Linked DNA regions of Cricetulus griseus: region 1 is linked to region 2. The links are chromatin contacts, called in public Hi-C maps. All regions are on one chromosome and are shown on one strand. The core of a region is the stretch at or near the end of the contact, and the rest is flanking DNA. Distances in the headings are between cores, read along the strand shown. Region 1 holds the start of Sdhb (succinate dehydrogenase [ubiquinone] iron-sulfur subunit, mitochondrial). Region 2 overlaps Crocc (rootletin).

Evidence for each region. Hi-C and Micro-C count contacts between places; a contact is called where the count stands out from the background.
Region 1: a contact with region 2 is called in a Hi-C map of the CHL-YN cell line, with 2.3 times the contacts expected there. The contact joins the promoter of Sdhb here to the enhancer-like site in region 2. A contact is called at or near these places in 3 of 8 Hi-C or Micro-C datasets (the CHL-YN cell line, the CHO-K1 cell line and liver).

What each region holds. Positions count from the first base shown.
Region 1 is chr2:12,291,387-12,295,676 of CriGri-PICRH-1.0, forward strand. It overlaps Sdhb (succinate dehydrogenase [ubiquinone] iron-sulfur subunit, mitochondrial), which reads right to left and starts at 3,018. Exons shown (of 8, transcript XM_027399889.2): 1 at 2,862-3,018. The coding sequence starts at 2,945.
Region 2 is chr2:12,230,307-12,234,741 of CriGri-PICRH-1.0, forward strand. Crocc (rootletin) reads left to right here. Exons shown (of 35, transcript XM_035439440.1): 24 at 797-964; 25 at 1,488-1,857. Among named protein-coding and RNA genes, the nearest start is that of Mfap2, 12 kb to the right of the region's middle. Within about 2 kb of position 1,600, at least 1 of the 6 cell types and tissues checked has open chromatin away from gene starts, as enhancers often do.

The DNA.
Region 1 (4,290 bases), core at 1,768-4,267, 62 kb after region 2:
AAATAAAAACAGGTCAGTGGATGGCTCAGTAGAAAAAGGCAATTGCCACCAAGCCTGACAATTTGAGTTATATGCCTAGAATCCACATACAGGTGGAGAGAACAGACTCCAATAGGCTGTCCTCTGATCTCAGTATGCACAACTAGGCGCGCATACCCCTATATACAAAATAGCTTCCTTAGGGGCAGGCCTGAAACTAGACAAATTACACAGCCACAGGAGGGAAGGTGGGAGAAGGTAGGAAGGCCAGGAGGCCTGCATGAAGTCACACCAGCACAAACTGAAGGTGCAGGCTTGTATCTGAAATGTATCAGTGGGGTCGTTTCAGATCCAAGCCCTGTCACCTTTGAGCTATGTGTTCTTCAGAGAACTGCTAAGCCAATCTGATGCCACTTTCTCCTTTGCAAAGAGGAGGGTGGGATTGATACCTATTCCACAAGAAACAGGCCAAACTCCTGGCATAGTTCTAGAAATGATTTCTGCCTTTCAACACTGGCAGCATTTTTAGGACTTGGGTTATTCTGACTGGCAGATGGGCATTCTAAGCTTTGCCAGACCCAGGAGCAAAGAGAGGCACAGCTGTAAAAAGCAGCTTTGCCCTCCTGGAGTCCACAGTCCAGATGAAGAAATAAGGCATGCTATTAACAGTTAACCCATCACAATTAAACTCTTGCAAGCAGAACTGCAGTCCTGGGGTGCAGACCACACACAGGAGGTTCAGAACCTGAACCAACAAGCCCACAGAAATACAGCAAGCTCATTATGGGTTCTCAGGAATACAAATCCAACACAAAAACCTTCCCACAGGGAGGATGCCTCTCTTGCTCTTACGTCCCTGGAGAAGGTGGGCAAAGGCCTCTCCTGAAATGCTAACACCAGCCTGTGAAACCAGCTTTTCTATAGTTCATTCTAGGAAGCCCAGCCTGGGCCTTAGAACTCATTCCTAGTGGTGGGGCTCTTACAACTTTACTGCTGCCTCAGCAACATGGAAAGAGGCTGATAAAGAAAACAAGGTCCCTGAGAATCATTAACTGGCAAACCTATCGGGAGGCTCCTTCCTGATGCACCCCTTCTCAGCAGCCATGGATTTCCTGTAGCTCTTCAATTAGAGGTGGGGCCTTGGGAAACTTCCCCCCAATTCATGTTAGCATGTGAACTGGTATTGGCATTATGCATCCAATCCCATGTTGTCAACACTGAACATATGTATGTATAAGCAACACTAAATGGTCAAGAGATTGTGTATGTGTGTATATATATATAGCAATGATAAAGTAATGAATTTGAGAGGGGGCAGGGGAGCATGCAGGAGAGGGATAGAAATGTGTAAATATTGTACTCACATATGAGGGCTGGGATTGCAAAATGGTGGAGTGTGTACTGTGTTTGCAGGCACAGCAGGCACTTATGATGAGGGAGATCAAGTAAAGTCAAGAAAAGGAACTAATATTTCTTTTTTTTTTTTTTTTTTTTTTTTTGCTTTTCGAGACAGGGTTTCTCTGTGGCTTTGGAGGCTATCCTGGAACTAGCTCTTGTAAGACCAGGCTGGTCACAGAGATCCGCCTGCCTCTGCCTCCCAAGTGCTGGGATTAAAGGCGTGCGCCACCAACGCCCGGCTGGAACTAATATTTCTATATGCCAACCATGTCTGTGGCAGGGCCAGGGATGGCAGCACACATCTTTAATCCCTGAGCATGGGGGGCTGAGACAGGGGTTATCTCTGAGTTCCAGGAGCGAAAGTGCAACCAGGGCTGCTTAAGAGACCCCGTCCAAAAACAAAACAAAAACAACAAGACTGGTGATATGTCTTAGCAGTTTGGAGAGGAGCAGGGGTGAGTTCCCAGCACTCACATCAAGTCTCATAACCACCTGTAACTCCAGTTCCAGGGAATAAAGCTCCCCCTTCTGATCTCCATGGATACCAGACAGGCCCACGGTGCCCCTACGTACATTCAAGCAAACACTCGTACACACAAATTAAAAAAAAAAAATCTTAAAAAATAAAAAGTGCCCTGGAAAAGTTTTAAGAAATGGGGGCCGATGGAGAGACTCGGTTTTCAAACCTTTAAGGAGAGTCCCCACCTTTAAAAGGTTCTGTCCAGGAGTACAGCGCGTCCGGGATTTGTAAGTCTCCAGTCCCTTGAGAAAGCAGAGGCCGTCTCTCTGGCCTTTCTTTCTAAATGCTCCCACTGAGGAGGCACACCCGCAGAGTGCAGCTCCCCAGGACACAGGGCGTGTGGGGAGCCCTGTGACGGCCACCACAGTAGCAGAGACAGAAGCAGCTCCGGGCTCTGCTTATGTCATCCCACGTCAACGGCCGGGGACCGGTGCCGCTACACACCCTGGGATAAACCCGCTTTCGGGAACCGGGTCTTGCCTGCAGGCTTCCACAGACCGGGGTCCGCATCTTCCGAGGGCTGGGTCGCTTCTGCCATCTCTCCTTTCCCGGGAGGGCCAGGGGCACTGCGTTCCCTCTTCACCGACCCAGATCAGCCCACCCTGGAGGTGCGACCTGGCTTCCCGGGGCCGGCCCGGCCCCACCCACCGCAGGCCGCCCTTAGTCCAAACCTCTGGGTTCGAAGCTGGCTTGCGACAACCGGGCGCCTGCCACGTGACCTTGAACATGCCCTCCCTGCCCTCCGTCTTCCCGCTGACCTTTCCCAACCTCCGCCCGGCCGCGACTCGGCGGCTGTGGCGAAGCGCGGGGGGCCGTGTGACAGGACGCTCCGGGGCAGCGCGCAGGTGGCACGTCCTCCCCCGAGGCCTGGACCCGGGCTCCCGCCGCCTCTCCGTGGCCTGCCCACCCCAGGCAGCCTCGGGGACGGGCACGGCGCCCCCTGAGCCACGGCCCCGCGCCTCACCTGCAGGCGGGCTCTGCCGAGAGCCGTTGCCGGGAAGCAGCGCCTCAAGGAGACACCAACCGCCACCGCCGCCGCCGCCGCCATCTTGGCTCCCAACGTCAGCCCCGCCCCTTACCCTCCGGCATCCCGTCGAACACCGCGGTGGAAGCCGGCCTCTCACCCCGAGGCCCGCTAGCCGCCTGAGAGCCAACGAATGGGAGGCGGCTTCCGGTTTCCCGAGCGAGCCAATGGGAAGCGCGCGTGCGCAATGGCGGCCAGCAGGGCGCATGCCCACTGGGCCTCCCTTGGTCCTAGGGTGACCTCTGCAGTCTGATGGGCGGGAGAAAGGGTGGCTGGCAAGGGGCGGAGCAAAGACGAGGAGGGGCGGAGCCTTCCCGTTTTGCTCTGGGTCGGGATTTTAATCCCTCTCCGCTTGCCAGGATGCCTGTCAATCATGTCTGACTCTTGACTGATCAGCTCTTTTGCTGAATACAGAGAACCCCTCAGCGCCTAGCTGATTGGGGCAGTTGGTGAGTGATTGAGGCGATCACAAGGATGACTGACAAAGGTGTCACTCACGCATTTATCCATAAATATGTACATAACCCGCAGGGCTGGAATCCTAGAAATTGGCACGCGGAGGCAGGAGGAGGATCTTTGGCTGCGTAATGAGGTGGAGGGCAGTCTGGGATACACGAAACCGTGCCTCAAAACACGCAAAACCAAAACGAAAGCAATCTGTGGCTGGGCCCAGGCTCTGCGATGCCGGGGTGAGTGACCCAGACACTCACATAATTCCTCTATAACAGTGGAGATGGGAAAGTGGGGGAAGTAACAGTAGGAAAGATGGGTGACGTCGCCTAGGGTGTCCACTAAGGAGAATGACCTTGAACTTCAGCTCTTGCTGCTGGAGTTACAGGTGTGTGCCACCATGCCCGGGTGTGCGTGTTAGACAATCACTCTGCCAACTGAGCTGTATCCACAGAGTGTGTTTTGTAAGTTTCCTTTAACGTCTGGACTGTTTTTTCTAGCACCTTGTTTACATTCTTTCAGTCTCTCTGACTTGGGATTTGACTACATTAGGCAGGTGTGATCTTGGTGTCCCAAGTCATTTGATCTCTTCGGACACCCAGTGACTTTGCTGGTCACCTGTTTCCAGAAGGAATGATTTCATTTCTCTCCTCTCACTTTTGGCAAAGGAAGATCACTGTTTACAGTCTTTGGTTTCCTCACTCCAACTCATTTAGATGCCACTGGAGAAATTAAGATGACAGAGGGAATGGCTAGATGGGGCCACGTTTCTGAGACCTGAACCTGAAGCTGGCTTCTCTGCCAGGTGGCCTCTCCAGAAGGTCACCTCAACTGCTCCCCTTCAGGCCATGTGACCTTGGACAAGTCCTTCTTCACCTCTGACTTATAGTGTCCTGGTCTGAATCCGCAGGGGGGTTGG
Region 2 (4,435 bases), core at 350-2,849:
CGCGCTCACACACACACACTGCATGAAATATGAATACATGGGAGTGTGCTCCAGCCAACCTTTTTGAACACAGATTTGAACTTCATGTAATTAATATGTGTTAGGAAATACTGTTTTTCTCTGTGGTTTTGTTTCCTTGTGTTTTGGTTTTAAGCCATTTTCTGCTGTTTGAAAATAGAAGAGCTGTCCTTGCCTTAGTAGAAACAGGAAATGGCTGAACTTGTCTGCAGACTGTAGGGGCTGACCTCTGACTAGATCGCAACCCCATCGCCAGCAAGCACTGATCAAGCACCTGCTATATGCTGGGTACTGCCCACACTCTGGAAGGTTCAGGCTTTCCCATTCTAAAAAGGCCCAAAGAACAGGAAACAGCTTATGGCCACAGTGGAGACCCCATGTGATAGCCAGAGACTGATGTTTCAAATGGGTGGCATTCCTGAAAATAATGCCCTCTCTCCAGGCCCCTCAAAGTCAGCAGTCAAGCCTGGTGTCATGTGCTAGGCTCTGCTGGGGACGTGTTGAAGGCTTCTGATCAGTCAGTTCCCAGCTATAGTTGCTAGGTTGGTTGGATGTCAACTCAGGCTCTCCCCTGCTGTGCCCCCCCACCATTAAGTGGCATATAAACCATTGGGGCCAGGTGCTTGGCATGACCTGAGTCCAGTGAGTTTACCAGGGCAGGCTCCCCATGCACTTGGAGTACTAAGTTGATACCTGCATCCTAGGTCAGTCCATCCTGGGCCAGGACTAGGCAGAACTGTTGGGCCCTGCTGACTTCTCTGCCTGCTCTGGTTCACAGATGAAGATACTGGACAGTGACAATGTCAGGCTGGGTCGGGAGCTGGCAGACCTGCAGGGCCGATTGGCCCTGGGTGAGCGGGCAGAGAAGGACAGCCGTCGAGAGGTGCTGGGCCTGCGGCAGAAGTTGCTAAAAGGCGAGAGCAGCCTGGAGGCCTTGAAGCAGGAGGTACCTGGGTGGGCTGGGCTGGCCAGAGGAGGGTGGGCTACTGTATGCCTGTGCTTCCCTCCAGAGGACTCTGGGACTCTCCCTCGGGTGTATTAATATTAACAAGCCAAAGAAACTGTGGGCCTAGTGTGTGCAGATACCAAATGTCATGGAGAGACTCTCAAGACAGCCATGTTTGATTTTTCCCACAGCCTGCCTGTGAGGTCGGTAATATAAACCCCATTTTACTAGGAGAACCAGGCGGGCTCAGAAAGGTCAAGAGTGGTTCTGGGTTCTTTGGGAACGTATTGCCTGGTACTATGTGAATGTAACTGTCATTACCAACTGCTCATTACCCATAAACAGCAGGAGCAAATAAGAAGCGAATTCAAATTATTCCCGGCCCCATACACACACGGGTGTTCTTTCCCCTCCTCCTAGAGTGGTGACCACTAAAGGCACAGGTGTGATCCCTGGAGTGGTGGGCACCAGATGGTGGCCAGGGGCAGCCTTGTGATGTCTTCTGGCTTCACCTCCGCCCCAGCTCCAGGGATCCCAGAGGAAGCTGCAGGAACAAGAGGCTGAGTTCCGGGCTCGCGAGCGCGGCCTGCTGGGTTCCCTAGAGGAGGCACGAGTCACCGAGAAGAAGCAGCTGGAGGTGGCCCGGGGCCTGGAGCTGAGGCTGGAGGCAGTTCGGGCAGAGACCTCGGAGCTGGGACTGCGGCTGAGTGCAGCTGAGGGCCGGGCGCAGGGCCTGGAGGCGGAGCTGGCCCGCGTGGAGGCGCAGCGGCGGGTGGCCGAAGTCCAGCTGGGTGGCCTGCGCTCTGCCCTGCGCCGGGGCCTGGGTCTGGGCCGAGTGTCTAGCTCCCCAGCGCGGGTGTCCAGCTCCCCAGCCAGGGAGGCACCCACGGGAGGTGAGTGCAGCCCAGGGTTGTAGAGGGCTCTCTGAAGCCACACCCCTGGGAGGGCCAAGCCCCTTGGCTATCCTGGGCTCCTGGGTAGCTTTGTTATGGAGGAATTTTCTGAATCTTGGAACCCCATGCTTTTGCTTTATTTTATGTGTTTGTGAGAGTATCTGCATATATGCGTGTGTGTCAATGTGCATGCCTGATGCTGGAAGAGACCAGAAGGAGGCATTAGATCCCCTGAAGTTGGAGCTATAGATGGTTGTGAGCTGCCATGTGGGTGCTGGGAATCAAACCCAGGTCCTCTGCAGGAGTAGCTGCAGCTTTTAACTACTGAGCCATCTCTCCAGCCTGGAGCCCTCTAGCCGCTGCCTCCTCCTCGTCCTCCCCTCCCCTCTCCTCTTCCTCCCCTCCTCCTCCTCCTTCTCCTCCTTCTTCCTTCATTTTTTGTTTGTTTGTTTTTGAGACAGGGTTTCTCTATGTGTAGCTCTGGATGTTCTGGAACTCATTCTGTAGACCAGGCTGGCCTTGAACTCACAGAGATCCACCTGCCTCTGCCTCCTGAGTGCCGGGATTAAAGGTGTGCGCCACCACTGCCAGGCAAATCCCATCTTCTTAGTAAGTCTCCAGGCTGACATCTCAGTTCCACATCCCTCCATACCAGGACTGGGATCCCGAAATGTTCCTCTTGGTAGGCACAACCAGGCCTGACCTTCCGGAGTAGCACTGGTCCATTGACATACTCAGTAGTTACAGACCACGTACCTAGTGTGTCAGCACACACCTGGAATAGATCAGGAAGCAGGCTGGTAAACGGGGCTCTTAGGAAGCTTAGAGTCTAGCCATGGGAAGAGCTGTATGAAGGGAGTAGAGAATATCTTGGCCTGTGGTTTGGGGACATTAGGCAAGCAGAAATAAAGCAAGGGAGAGACTACTGGTCAGTGCAGCTGCTGTGGGAAATAACTTGGCAGTTCTTCAAAAACTGAAAATAGAATTGTTAAAGGCAGGAGATCCAGCATTTCTACTCTCAGTATAAAAGAACTGAAAACAGGCATGTGGTAGACACTTCTATAACAAAGTCTATTGCAGCGTTGTTCACAATAGCCAAATGGCAGTGACATCCCAAACATCCATCGGCATGACTAGACCAGCAAAAATATGGTATATTCATCCTGTGGAGTAGTATTCAGCCATTAGAAGGAATGACATGCTTACATGTGCCCAAATGCAGGTCAGTCCTGAAACACTGCACACATTGGGTGAGGCAGTCATAGGAAGATAAGTATCAATGCATTCCAGCACTGACAAGTTCACAGACTCAGCAAGCAGGTCCAAGGTTACCCACATCTAGGCAGGAGACAGAGCTACTTGAAAATAAGTTTCCGTCTGCTTTTCTTACTTGGCCAGGAAGGCTCTGTGATGGAACCGTGATACTTCAGTAGCCATGGATTTTCAGACTCCCTGTCTCCCCAAATCCAAGGATGCCTGTGGCTGCTTAGTGAAATTGCAGTGTTTGTATAAACTGCACACACTTGTACCATTAGTCTCTGGAGCACCATGCTAGCTAACGCTCATACAAACCATGTGAACTGTTCTCCTTGGAGAATACTGACAGGAAGTCTGCACACACTCAGCACAGGTTCAGCAGTCACATTGCTTTGCCTCAGTTTTTTAGACAGGGTCTCACTTTAGGCTGTCCTGGAGCTCACTGTGTAGCCTAAGCTGGCCTTATACTCAGGGCAGTCTTCCTGTCTCAGCTTCCCAAATGCTAGGCATACAGTCATGTGCCAAAATGCCTGACTGTTTGGAAATATTTTCCTATGCATTTGATGCATCTGGTAGACAGACCCCTTAGGGCCAGCTGTCACATCCTGGGCAGCTACATAAGCAGAAATGTGTGTTTGACTGTCTCAAAGGCTAGAAATCTGAGGGCCATAGCCCCTCTGAAGGTACTGGGTGGGATGTGTCCACACAACACAACTCTAGTGGTCACGTGGCATCTGGATCCCCCCTTTTTATAAAGATAGCAATAGTAGGGTTGGGGTCCATCATTCCAGTGTGACAGCCACCTCTTTCCAAATAAAGTCACATTCAACAAGGGGAATTTGGGGAGATACAGGACTGATGAAAAAGATTTGAGGTGACCAGTGTACAATAGCATGCATGTAATTCATGCCCCCAGATCATATCCTTAAAAATGGTTAAGATGGGTGGGGACATAGCTCAGTTAGTACAGTGCTTGTCTGATATGATGGGAGGCCTGGGTTTGATCCCCAGCACTGAATAAAATTGGACATGGTGGTTCATACCTACAATGCTCATGCTCCGGAGACTGAAGCAGGAAGATTGTGAGTCAGGTCTAGCCTGTGCTACATAGTCAGCCTCACCCCTGTCTCAAAAAAGGAGGGGTTTGTGGATCTCCGTGGCAGGGTGCTTCCCTAGCATGCCCAAGGCCCTGGGCTCATCCATAGTAACCTCCATGGCCAAAAGGAAACCAAGATTACTTTTCAGATTTACATTTCAACTAATATAAATTTTGTCAAAACAAAAAAGCAGAACATAAATGCAAAGGAGGTAGGGCTGATAA